Linked DNA regions of Mus musculus: all the other regions are linked to region 2. A link is a contact called in public HiChIP or PLAC-seq data. All regions are on one chromosome and are shown on one strand. Each heading gives the region's core, a stretch centred on a gene start, on an enhancer-like site or on the middle of the called end of the contact. The rest is flanking DNA. Distances are from core to core; before and after follow the strand shown.

Region 1 (3,926 bases), core at 845-3,344, 530 kb before region 2:
AATGACTTCAGGCATGACAACAAGCTCCCAAGCTCCCGTGATTCCTGAAAATGCACAACAGGAAATGTAACTGTCCTCCACCCTCAGGAGCCATTCATCAAGAGCAGCCCGGAGTCCCAGCCACAGGGAGGCGAGTGGCAGAAAGCTAACCCCAGGACTACTTTGCCTCCCTGGTACAGACACAACCAAGGAAGGACAAGGAGTGCCCACGCGGGAGGGAGGAGGGGACAAGAAACATGTCCCCCAAGTTTCAAACACACTGGGCTTAAGGACCTGCAAACCCGCTCGCAAACGAGTGACAAGGTGGCCTGCCAATCCCAGGGGTCTTATTTACATCCGACCACCAAGGATCTCGCCTCCACCGACTGATCCGGGCGTCTCACCTGGGGCCCGAGCACAGTCCTGGCTCGCGGCGGAGGCTACTAGCCTCCTTCCCTTCCCTGCTCCTAAGGGGCGAGGGACTGAGGGTGGCAAACGGTCCGAGAGCCGGGGCCCAGCGGACAGCGTCCGGGGAGCCGGGGCCCTGAGCTCTCGCGAAGGCTTCCCGGGCCGCTCAGGGGAGCCGGCCCCCAAGGCCGAGCGACAGGGACTAGCTGGGCACCGCGATTGGCCGCGGCCCGCATCGCTCGCCCAGAGAGCCGGGCCGGCGGGGCGGAGAGGAAGTGGTGGCTGCCGCTCTGCACCAACCATGTTCGGCCGGCGGGCGAATGTCACCCGGCGCCCGGAGCGGGTCGGAGGGCACAGGGCGGGCACTCATTCCCACCACGTCCCGGAGACCCCAAGCGTTCGTCAGCCTCACCCCCAACCCCATGCTAGCCCGCCGGGCGCCGCTCGGTCCCCGGAGGTTCCCCGCCCCCACACCTCGCCCGTTCCGTAGCCAAGGCGGGTCGGGGCCCAGCGCGCCAGGCCGGCCCCGGGGGCGCCCGCGGGGACCCGGAGGCACTCGCAGCTAGGCCGCGCCGGGGTGGGTGACCCCTGAGCGCGGAGCCCTCCGGGGACGCGCCTCCGAGGCGCCTCACGCGCTGGGACAAGTGCAGTGACAAAGCCCGGAGGCCAGGCCAGACGCTGGCCGGCGGGGAGGAGGACGCGACGTTCCTGGCGTGTGGCGGCGGCCCAGTCCCCAGGAAGCCGGGCGCGCCGGCCAGGCCCGCGCCCAGCCGCGCGCGGAGCCCGCCCGGCCCGAGTGTCCACTGGCACCAGACGCCGGTCACCCGACCCCAAGCCCCGCGGGCGAGCGCATCCTGGGACCGCCTTAGGGCAGCCTTCAAGTTTACAGTGGTCACTGCCCGGGCACGGGCATCTAGGGACCGCGGGTGCCAGTCTATTTACACCAGAGACCGCCGGGAAAGAAGGGCCGCTGGGCACCGAGAAGAACCCGGTTCCCTTCCTCGGACCTGGTGGCGACAGTGTCTGTAAACACTCATACACATACAACACACACACACACACACACACACCAATTTTATTTTAAATGAGGCCGGACTCCAACGGACCTGTACCCACAACACACGACACCTGGAGCGCAGAATCACACAGAGCAGATCTGTGTCCATGGAGCCACCTCTTCTCATCTGCAAATCCAAAAGTGAAATTAAACCTTCACTAACCTCCTCCTCCTCCCTCTCTACCTCCTCCTCTTTGCAGCCTCAGCAGCCCCAGTACCAGCGGCAACAGCAGCAGACCCCTGCTTCCCCTAAAATCAGATGATCCATAACTGCGCCGACTCTTCCTCCAAAAATCGGTATTAATATTTATGAACCCCGGCATTTTTCCGTCTGCAAAACATCGTGTCAAAGCATCAGGACGCACATACATACATAGCTCCTCCTGTCCCCGTCAACATGCCCTCGAGAGAAAACACACGCACAGCCACAACTATTATTTGAAAAAAAAAAATGTTACCTCTCAATGTGCTTTTTTTTTTCCACGCTACCAATACAATCCCGCAAGGTGTGAGTGTTGTTAGGGTGTGTAAAATGGAAATGAAAGCCCGTCAGTTGAATAATCGCAGGAGCAAAACTAAAAGTTAGTCCCCGGCTTGCCTGAGAACAGTCCAGATCGAAAGCAAAACAAGGAGAGGAAACTGCGAGGAGCCGAGGCTGGAAATCCCCCCCACCCCCGCCCTCTCCCGGCCCCGCTCCCTCCCTCGCTCCCCCTCCGCCCTCCTCCCTCCCCGCCCTTCCTCCCCAGTGTTTGTTTCAAGCTTGTGCAACCCGGAGGTGGAGGCAGAGGGAGGGCTCCAGCCGCCAGCCTGGAGGTGCGGAAGTTCGCCGCCGCTGTTCATTGGCGGCCGGCACGGCTTTCATCATTTCTCGGAAAAGTCAATTTCATTTTCACTTCCCCACGTCGCGGCTGCGGGGAGCAACAAGCGGCAGCGCGTGTGAGCGTGGGGATCGCGCCGAAGGGCGCGCGCTTTTCACCGGGGCCACGCTGGGACTGTGGGGCACCAGAAGTGGTGGACGGGGCGCTGGCTTGGGAGCTGGCCACCAGCTGGTGGTGGCCGTAGGGAAGGAAGGAGATGACCTGACTCTACATCCTACCTGAAGGGTGGAGATGGACCAGAGAGAGCCCCGGAAGCCTGGGGACCCTTCCCGACCTGTGGCTTAAGTGCTCAGAACCGCTGTGCACAGGCTGCATATACAAACTCATCTTGGAAAGTCGCCCGCTGCAAAGGAATGTAAGGAACGAAGTCAGCTGAAAAGACGGCATTACTTGTGCCCCTACTTTATTGGATCTCCTACTGGGGAACGGGGGGGGGGGGGGGGTTTGAGGGGGGTTGAAGGGCCAGCCTGGCACTCAGTGTGGAAGCTAGGATGGTTAGGAAGGCCTTCCCCTAGAAAGTCACTCTCCAAAGTTACTTCATGTCTTTGCCATAACCGGTCCAGTTCCTGCAAAATGCAAGGGTTTGAGTTACATGAACTTAAACTGTCTTGATTGGGACTGAACCTGGAGGGAACGCTGCCTGTTAACTCCTAAATTTGGCTGTCCTTATTGGTTGAACATCCTTGGCTGCTGTCCTCTGTGCTGTTCCGTGGAGACAATACTGAATGCAAGAAGAGGGCCCAGTACCTATGACAGGTGCAGCGGCCTATGGGCTCTACTAGGCCAGCTCGCTTGGAACCTCTTGCTGTTTGGTCACTTAACTTTAAAAGTATTCCCTTACATTTAGTTACACCTGCTTCTTGCCTGGCTTACAGTTTCCTCAGCCCACCACCTGCCTTCTCTAACCACTGGGGAAAGCATCCCACCCTAGGAGACTGTCACTATCTATGTGTAAACATCTGAAAAATAATTCTACCTCCTCTTTGCCATAGAATTAGTGGATTCCACAGACAGGGATAAAGGAAAGTATGCATGCCCTTGTAGAAGGAGAGCAGTGAGATTAAGGACCCTGTCTTGTGGCCTCAAAATAGATCCTTCCTGCACAGTGTCCTTTATTTCTCCCATAATAACACTGCACACTCCTTGCATTTATATTTCATATATCAGTAACCACAGGGATATACACACTGCATGGTAGTTGTATGTCTTTACCCACCAGGCACCTAAGTTAAAAGCCTAATAACCACAGGTCATTATTTTCTGGCTTTGTGTGTGTATGGGTGAGTGTGGTACATGTGTGCATGTGTGCATGTGTACTCACGGAGGCCAGAGTGTCCTGCTCAGCCCTTCTCCACGGTGTTGATTGGAGACAGGGTTTCTCACTGAACCTAGAACTAGGCTGGTAGCCAGCCACTCCAGCAATCTTCATGTCTCTGCCAGCCACAGCACTGGAATGAGGTGGGCACAGAGCCAGACCTGGCTTTTCAAGAGTCTTGGGGATTTGAACTCAACTCCCCATTGCTTGCTCAGCAAGCCCCCTTCCCCCATCTCTGCGGCCCCTTTTGTTGTTGTTTTCTTTGCTGTTGCTGTTTTTTATTTTTGCT
Region 2 (3,823 bases), core at 253-2,752:
GCCTTTTATGTTTGTCTATGCGTGTGTCTTCTTTGACCTCCAGCAACATGGTAACGGGTCCCAGCCTTGTTTCTCCCAACTGCAAATAAATACATCACCTATGTGCTCCTGGCATCCCGCCAGTGACCTCTGCTCTAGTAAGTCTTTAGGCTCTGAGCGACACACAGGTGCAGCTCAGTCAGCACCTAACATGAAATATGCATAGATCAGCAAACTTTTAAAAAGATGAACTGCCTTGACCGATGTCCAAACGAAGGTTAGCAAATGTGGGAAAAGAACAGAGTAAGGGGCTTGAAGTTAAACGAAGAAAAGAAAAGAACAACAAAAAAACCCTAATAGCACTCATTCTTGTGGAAGGGGCAGCAGTATGGAAAATATGCACAGTTATATTTGAACTGCCTTAAATGAGGTGAGGGTAACGAAATCTCACATCCATGTATTAAAAACAAAAAACAACAACAACAACAACAAAAAAAAACTGCAATCACTTTCCTGGGATTAGACAGTGCCTCGGCCCCCCTCCCCCAACCTCAAGCTGTCTGTTATAGAGTCAGACACAGCCAAGGAGTCGACCTTCCCAAAAGTCTGAGGACTCTGATCCTTAAGAAGCCGCCAGCCAACTGGAACCATCCTGCACGAAATACGGTTGAGATTCCATTAAGAGCTGAGCACGCATTCAAGCCCTTTAGAGGTCTGTCCACGAGAGAATCCCAAGAGCTGAGAGAGACTAGGAGCTAATAAAGGAGAGTCTTTTCCTTAGGAGTCCTCGGCCTGTGTGTCAGTGTGACAGGCCGAGTTAACAGAAAAGCCACACATCCACATTCACTGCCAAACTGAGAATCCACCTAGCGCCGCTGCATTCTGCTTTTTTTCTTTTTCCCTGATGGCGCAGAGTGCCCGGTGCATACATATTTTCTATTGACTGAATGGTTCAAGGATTGAATGGAGAGAAGTCGGAGACAGGAGCTTGCCCTCTACTATGAGGCAATAATGGCATTAAAAAGATGTTAGTATGTATTTGGGAGGAGTATGATTTATTTGCAGAAACGCAGAGTTCTGCAGAGGCCCGAATCCAGGCAGGGAGCTCTAGTTGGAAACGCCCTGACAACGGGAAGGGGTGGAAGCCTGAAACCTTCTTGGCCAAAAGCACCGTGGTGCAAGATCGAGGTCAAAAAGAGCTTCCCTTGAAGCATCAAGGGGCCCCCTCTCTGTCCCCAGGTCGTCCCCAGGCTAAACCCTCGTGAGCTATAAATACAACGGTCCACATGCAGCAGAGACACGGTGTTCCCTCGGCTCGCTGGGACAGATAGCATGAATTTGCCCTTTAAACGTCCCAAGCTGCAGGCACAGCCCCCAACCCACCCCTAGCTCCCGGAAGCGTCTTCGCCCCCAATGCCCTCTGCAAAGGAGGGGGATGGAGAGGGGCTGTCCAGGGACCAGCCCAGCCAATGCGCGCTGCGCGCTCGCCGGGGTCCCTCCTCCTCTCGCGAGACGCCGAGCCGGGGATATAAGGAGGGCTGCGGTCAGGCGGGCGGTCCCTTCGCGTCGTGCAGGGACGGATTCGGGGTGGCGGTGCCTGGCCGGGCGTAGGCAAGAGCAAACGAGCGGCTCCTTGCAGGCTGTGTGCGCCCGGCTTTCAGCATGGGGGATCAGGCTTTGAGCTTTCTTAAGGACTTCCTGGCAGGTGGCATCGCCGCCGCCGTCTCCAAGACGGCGGTCGCCCCGATCGAGAGGGTCAAACTGCTGCTGCAGGTCAGGACGGCTGGGGGCGCGAGCGGGGCGCGGCAGGGCGCTGGGGGGATGCGGGGCGGGGCGCGCGCGTCAGGGCGCAGGGATGCGGGCGGGGCGCGGGGATGCTGCGGCGCGGGCGCGCGCGACGCTGCGGAAAAATCTGTGCTAGGCCGCAAGCCCGGGGCCTAGGCGAAGGGGAAGGTGCCCTCTACGCAGATACAGGTCCAGCGTCAGTGGCAGATTCCTGGTGTCGGGTGGCGCCCGCGTTGGGGTGTCTATATATGGAAACCCACCCCGAAGCTGGTCTACCTCGAGCCAGATCCTGTGCCCGGTACAGCAAGCGACATTCCATCTAAGGCCTCTTAGGCGGGCCTCACCCTTTGGCCACATCCTCTGCACCTTCTTATCTGCATCCACCCTTGACAATTGAAGCATCAGATTAATCATTGACTGGGGTTCGCTCTATGTCGCGTGCGCTGCGCTATAACTTGACATTGATTTCATTCATCTTTCCTATAACCTCTGCAAGATAGGAATCGTCCTTGGCCCGTATTCACAGATGGAGACACTGAGGCAGAAATCCAGAAGTAATATTCAGGATAAATTCAGACCGCCTTGGCCATCTTGTCCCCATATAATTTTCTCCCCGGTCATTGAAGGGGCCTGCCATCATCATCTGATCCATCTCAAAGGCAAACGCTGTTCAATGGGGAAGAGCCGTTTGGGCATTTAAACATAACACAAAATGCTCCAACAGATTGGCCACGGCAGTAGTAACTCACTAATCACTTGAATTATCTGCTTGAAAATTTTCAGACACCTACTGTTAAGACAACCTTGTCTCGGGGGACATTCGAGTAAAGCAGGGACATTGTCATCTGCTCACCATGTTAAGAGCCCTTGAGGGAGGGATCTTTATTGCCATTCCCCATAAGCCTGCAGGGAATTTCGCTCAAATGTCCTTATAATGTCGAGAAATTGGACTGCTTTTTAGCTTAGTCAAGTAACTAACATTTATTGGTATGTTCTTGGTAACTGATTTCCTGATACATTAAAAAACAATTGGAATTCTCCCTTGTCACTTGAAAGTGAAAGATGGGCGAGGAACCCTGGGCATAGCAGTGCACATTTATAATCCCAGCATTTGGGAGGCAACACAGGATGATTTTTTAGTTCCAGGCTAGCCTGGGCTATATAGGATGACCCTATCCTTTCAAAACAAAAATAAGAAAAACTGAGGAAATACAAATCCTTTTTCCCCCTCTGTCTTCCCTTCTCTCTGCCTGTCCTCTGCCACCCCTTCCTCCCTCCCACCCCAAACTAGGTCCAGCATGCCAGCAAACAGATCAGTGCAGAGAAGCAGTACAAAGGCATCATTGATTGTGTCGTGAGAATCCCCAAGGAGCAGGGCTTTCTCTCTTTCTGGAGGGGTAACCTGGCCAACGTGATCCGGTACTTCCCCACTCAAGCCCTGAACTTCGCCTTCAAAGACAAGTACAAGCAGATCTTCCTGGGAGGCGTGGATCGCCATAAGCAGTTCTGGCGCTACTTTGCTGGTAACCTGGCCTCTGGTGGGGCAGCTGGGGCCACCTCCCTCTGCTTCGTCTACCCGCTGGACTTTGCTAGGACCAGGCTGGCTGCCGACGTGGGCAAGGGATCTTCCCAGCGAGAATTCAATGGGCTGGGCGACTGTCTCACCAAGATCTTCAAGTCGGACGGCCTGAAGGGTCTCTACCAGGGTTTCAGTGTCTCTGTCCAGGGCATCATCATCTACAGAGCTGCCTACTTCGGAGTCTATGACACTGCCAAGGGTGAGAGGGGGGCTTTGGGGTGGAAGGTGTGGGGAGGGGGTTATGGAGAGAGGATTCTGTGTGATCTACCCTTCCATGATGACCTTTGTGTGTTAGTTGCCTTTCCTACCTCTGAGCTAACCTGAGTTCTGAGGAGGTAATGTGATGTGGTTTGGATAAGTTAGTAGGTAAAGGAGCCTCTGTCTCCCGTACTGGTAAATACTGTGGCTTTGAGCTACTCAGGAGGCAAAGCCTCCCTCTAACCCAACACAGCTGCTAGTCTCTCAGCTGAACTAGAAGCA
Region 3 (3,880 bases), core at 1,043-3,542, 800 kb after region 2:
ACCAAGTTTCCTGGATGGGAGTGGTGGGTGGTTTCGGAAGTGGAAGATGGCAGGGCTCACTTCACAGTCTGGTCAGTGGCCTTGCAAGCTTCCTGCAAAGCCTGAAGAGATGAGGGATTATACATTGCCGCCTGGGGGATAGCTCTGAGTTTGGGAAGGATGGGAAAAGGTCTCCCAAATGTAACTTCAAAAGGAGCACACTGGACCCAGAGCTCTCTATAGGGGAGGCAGTTGGCCCATCTTTTGCCAGTTTCCAGGACCAATTTGGTCAGAGTATCCTAAAGAGTTCTATTTATCCTTCCTACCTGTTGAGGGCCCAGTGGCCTTTTTCACAATGTAATTTCCAATTAATGTTTAATACCTTTGTCAGATTTTGAAACACATGGAAGATGGGTCAGCAGTTAAAATGCTTGCCAAAAGCATGCTTGAGGAACACATTTGGGGTTCCCAGAACCTAGGTAAATGTCAGGTGGATGAAGGGGCTTGCCTGAGACTTCTAGGGCCTAGAAGGTGAGGATGGGATATCCAGAGCAGGCTGGTCAGCTAGGCTAGCAGCAAGGAGCTCTCAGTTCAGTTGAGAGACCCTTCCTCAATGAACAAAGTGTAGCACAATAAAGGAAAATACCCCAAATCAATTTCACGCCTTGATGAATATGTGCACATGTGTGCATATGTCCCCCACCCCCAGTATGTACACATATACATGCCAAGATATGTACACTTGAAAAAAAAGTTCTCTATTTATTTGAAGCCACTTACTAGTCAACTAACATTACAGCTAACCTAATATCTGTAAAGAATTACAAAGCATAAGATATTATAGATTATAGAGGAAGTATATTGTACTTATCTAATGCTGCATGGCCTATCACTCCATTTCTAAACAGTAAAGCAGCAGCAAGATGGTTTGCAGCTTTTCTGGGATGTTGGCAGAACTTGTTGAAGAAGGTCATTCAAGGTCATTGCTGAAGAAACTGCAGTAAGTTAAAGTAGATTGGAGGACTGTCTCCCATGCAGCCAGAGTCCATGTTAGCCATCTCCTAGGTGTTCGTGAGCATGCACATTCCCCTCCTTATATCCATTGCACAGCTAATCTAGGCTTCTGATTGCATAGCATTGGAGCCCCAGATTCCAATGAAGCCTGAGAGAGACTGGTGTTCCAAGAAGACAAGTCTTAAATACAGAGGCACTTATCAGGCTTCCCTAATGGACTCAGAACCAGACAGATATCCACTTGGTCAAAGCTACCCAAGCCAAGGGTCAGTGTGGGAGAGGACCATACAGCAGCCGATTCTCTGTCAGGAGACTAGTCCTTTAGAGGCTAGCAAGTTCTTCTGTGAGATGGTGTCAGAAGTAAAATTACAAAAATGCAGCCCAACCTGTTTTCAAGGAACCCACAGAGGTGAAATCTTGCCAAGACTATCAACGTTGTGTTGGCATCCAGGTGGATCAATGTAGAGGTCATTAATTTACTGAGGACAAAGTGCTTGCTTATGGTGTTGAGCTAAGAGTGTAGCCATGAGCCAGGTAACCACAGGAAGTAACCTCCTGGGGCCAGGGAAGAGCAATTTGCACCAGGATACAAAGTTACTTCTTGCTTTCACTTCTGTGGCCATTCACCTTTTCCACTTTCACCTCTGCCAAACAAAGGAACTATTGACTGAGAGCTCAGGCACTCCCCTCTCTTGGCTTCAAGACAAGAAGATCAGGTCAGGTGCTCTCCCATTTCTTGTATGCTTTATTACGTTTAACTTTTTTTTTAAAACTAAATAACAACCTGGCTGAATACTATGTCATTGCTCATCTGTAATGAAAAGAAAACTGACTTCATTCCCTTGCAACTCCGTTTCTTTAACCAGTTGGAGTCCTCATAGCTAATTGAGGAAGAAGGAGTTAATCCCGAGCTCTTCTCTGACCAAACAGATGCCTACTGATGCCTAATTTGTGGGTTTTGTGGAAAACTGGGCCTGCTTGAGTAAGAAAGGCTCTTTGTGACACCCAGTGCTGGACCAAACTTCTGCCTTCCTTCCTCCCTCCCTGCTCCCTTCCCCCATTGTTATTTCCCGGCCTAGTTGTTTCTGGGAGTTTCCTGCTTTTGAGGCAGGACCTCCTCCTGTGTCCGAGATGTCCTCAACATTTCCTGCTGGAAAACTGGATGGCCATTTTTACCTAAGAGATTAAGTTCGACTTTACTCATTTTGCAAAGAAGATAAAGCGAGGTAAGTGAATGGCTTTCACTTTGTTTAGACACATCCCATTTCCCCACACGGCCGGTCCCTGTTGGCCCCTCCCACTATGCGCGATTCCCGACCAGCACTCTGGGTCTCTGGGCGGCAGTCCCAACCTCAGACCATGCACTGCGCATATCACAGGTTTGCAAGGATCTGAAACCCACTGCAGAGGGCTTGGCTCTGAAGCCAGAAACTTACTGACTTCCAGAATTCTGCCCCCAGGCGGCGGCCGGTTCCTCGGCTTACACCTTCCTCCCTGAAGGTCGATTTGTGACCATTTCAATGAATCCCAGGAGGCCCTTAAAAAGAAACTAAAAAAGGGTAACAGTTTAATAACAATTTAACTGTTTCGCTGAAAATATCCTCTCTCTCTCCCTCTCCCTCTCCCCCTCCCCCCCCCCCCCTCTCTCTCTCTCTCTCTCTCTCTCTCTCTCTCTCTCTCAACTTAAGTTTCACTTTCAGGCTGAAAGGAAATGTGTGATTTAAAAAAAAAAGTCTGAATGAAAACTAAGGGGATGCAGGACCTCAGGCTGAGTAAAATCAGAATGTACTTGGCTTTTGAGGTTGACGCACCTGTTCTCTATCTGGGAAGTTAAACTGCCTGAATCACAATCGCGCACCAAAAGAAGATAGAAGATGATGCAGGTATTGGGAGAAGGGGAAAAATGCACCATAGTTCCAAATGTAAATTTAGCTACAAATTCTGATATCTTGTGATGAAATGCCAATTTTATGCAGCAACTAAAACAACAGCAGCAAGAACATACTTCCTCTATAGACTTCTCTTCTTGGAAAGATACTTTGAGAAAGCATTCAAAGTGATTTTGTAAAAGGCTTTAAAAAGTGGGTGAATGTGGCTCTGAGGGGTGTAAGGGGTAAACAAGATCAAAATACATATGTATGTGTAATGAATAGTATGAAATCATCAAAGAGCAAGTAAAAGGATTATATTAAAAGGTAGTTAAAAATACTTTTTAAAAAATTGCACCTTTTCCAAAAACAAAATAAAACAACAACAACAACAACAACAACAAAAACGCAGAAGGTTAAAAAGTCCTTTGTATTTAGTGAGCTAGAAAGGAAGACCTGGCACTCCATGACAATGTTCTTGAGAAAGGACAAATTCTCAGATGTTTCTAGGAACTGGCCAGTCACTTTCTGTTACAGAATGAAGAAGGGCAGCAGGAGAGGAGGGCAGGCTGTTCTGGAAGTTGTAGAGTAAGGCCAGAAACCAGGCTGGCAAATTATGGACTAGTTTGGGGAAAGCAGTCAACCTTCACCATATAGAAGTTGTCATAAGCTCTTCTCATGACTTTATGATGTGATTTTGTGTTGACACGTATCTAACTGTTTTGAAAGCTTTTCCTTACTATTAACTATTACCTACTAACTCGTGTTACTGATGAAAAAAGTTTTATGATCTCCTTAACACGCTGTTTAGGATTTGTCCCCCTCCCACTTTCTCTGTCTTTCTGCTTGTGCATGTGGTCACCATTCTGAATTCCCTAACATTCTAGTCACTCATGACCTTGTTTTTCATGCAGCCTGCTTCATTAGTGGATTTTTTTTGGGGGGGTGGATTTTTTTTTTTTTTTGCTTTTCACTCTCAATGAAGTTTGTTTTCAGATTGAGACTGTCTTTCAGTTATT

What was found. HiChIP or PLAC-seq counts read pairs in DNA pulled down with a chosen protein or histone mark.
Region 1: a contact with region 2 is called in an H3K4me3 HiChIP or PLAC-seq map of embryonic stem cells, with 6 times the contacts expected there. The contact joins the promoter of Irf2 here to the promoter of Slc25a4 in region 2. A contact is called at or near these places in 6 of 39 promoter capture datasets (the 3T3-L1 cell line, embryonic stem cells, hippocampal neurons and 2 more), 2 of 484 Hi-C or Micro-C datasets (embryonic stem cells and nephron progenitors) and 6 of 115 datasets of contacts at active chromatin or transcription factors (the NIH/3T3 cell line, astrocytes, bone marrow-derived macrophages and 2 more).
Region 3: a contact with region 2 is called in an HNF4G HiChIP or PLAC-seq map of pancreatic cancer cells. The contact joins the promoter of Tlr3 here to the promoter of Slc25a4 in region 2. A contact is called at or near these places in 7 of 39 promoter capture datasets (the 3T3-L1 cell line, 3T3-L1-derived adipocytes, hippocampal neurons and 2 more) and 3 of 115 datasets of contacts at active chromatin or transcription factors (embryonic forebrain, embryonic stem cells and pancreatic cancer cells).

What each region holds. Positions count from the first base shown.
Region 1 is chr8:46,737,913-46,741,838 of GRCm38.p6, reverse strand. It overlaps Irf2 (interferon regulatory factor 2), which reads right to left and starts at 2,094. Exons shown (of 9, transcript NM_008391.4): 1 at 1,903-2,094. It overlaps Gm16675 (predicted gene, 16675), which reads left to right and starts at 2,324. Exons shown (of 3, transcript NR_045750.1): 1 at 2,324-2,677.
Region 2 is chr8:46,208,741-46,212,563 of GRCm38.p6, reverse strand. It overlaps Slc25a4 (solute carrier family 25 (mitochondrial carrier, adenine nucleotide translocator), member 4), which reads left to right and starts at 1,502. Exons shown (of 4, transcript NM_007450.5): 1 at 1,502-1,752; 2 at 3,056-3,542. The coding sequence starts at 1,642.
Region 3 is chr8:45,408,792-45,412,671 of GRCm38.p6, reverse strand. Tlr3 (toll-like receptor 3) reads left to right here and starts at 2,292. Exons shown (of 7, transcript NM_001357316.1): 1 at 2,292-2,372; 2 at 2,694-2,876.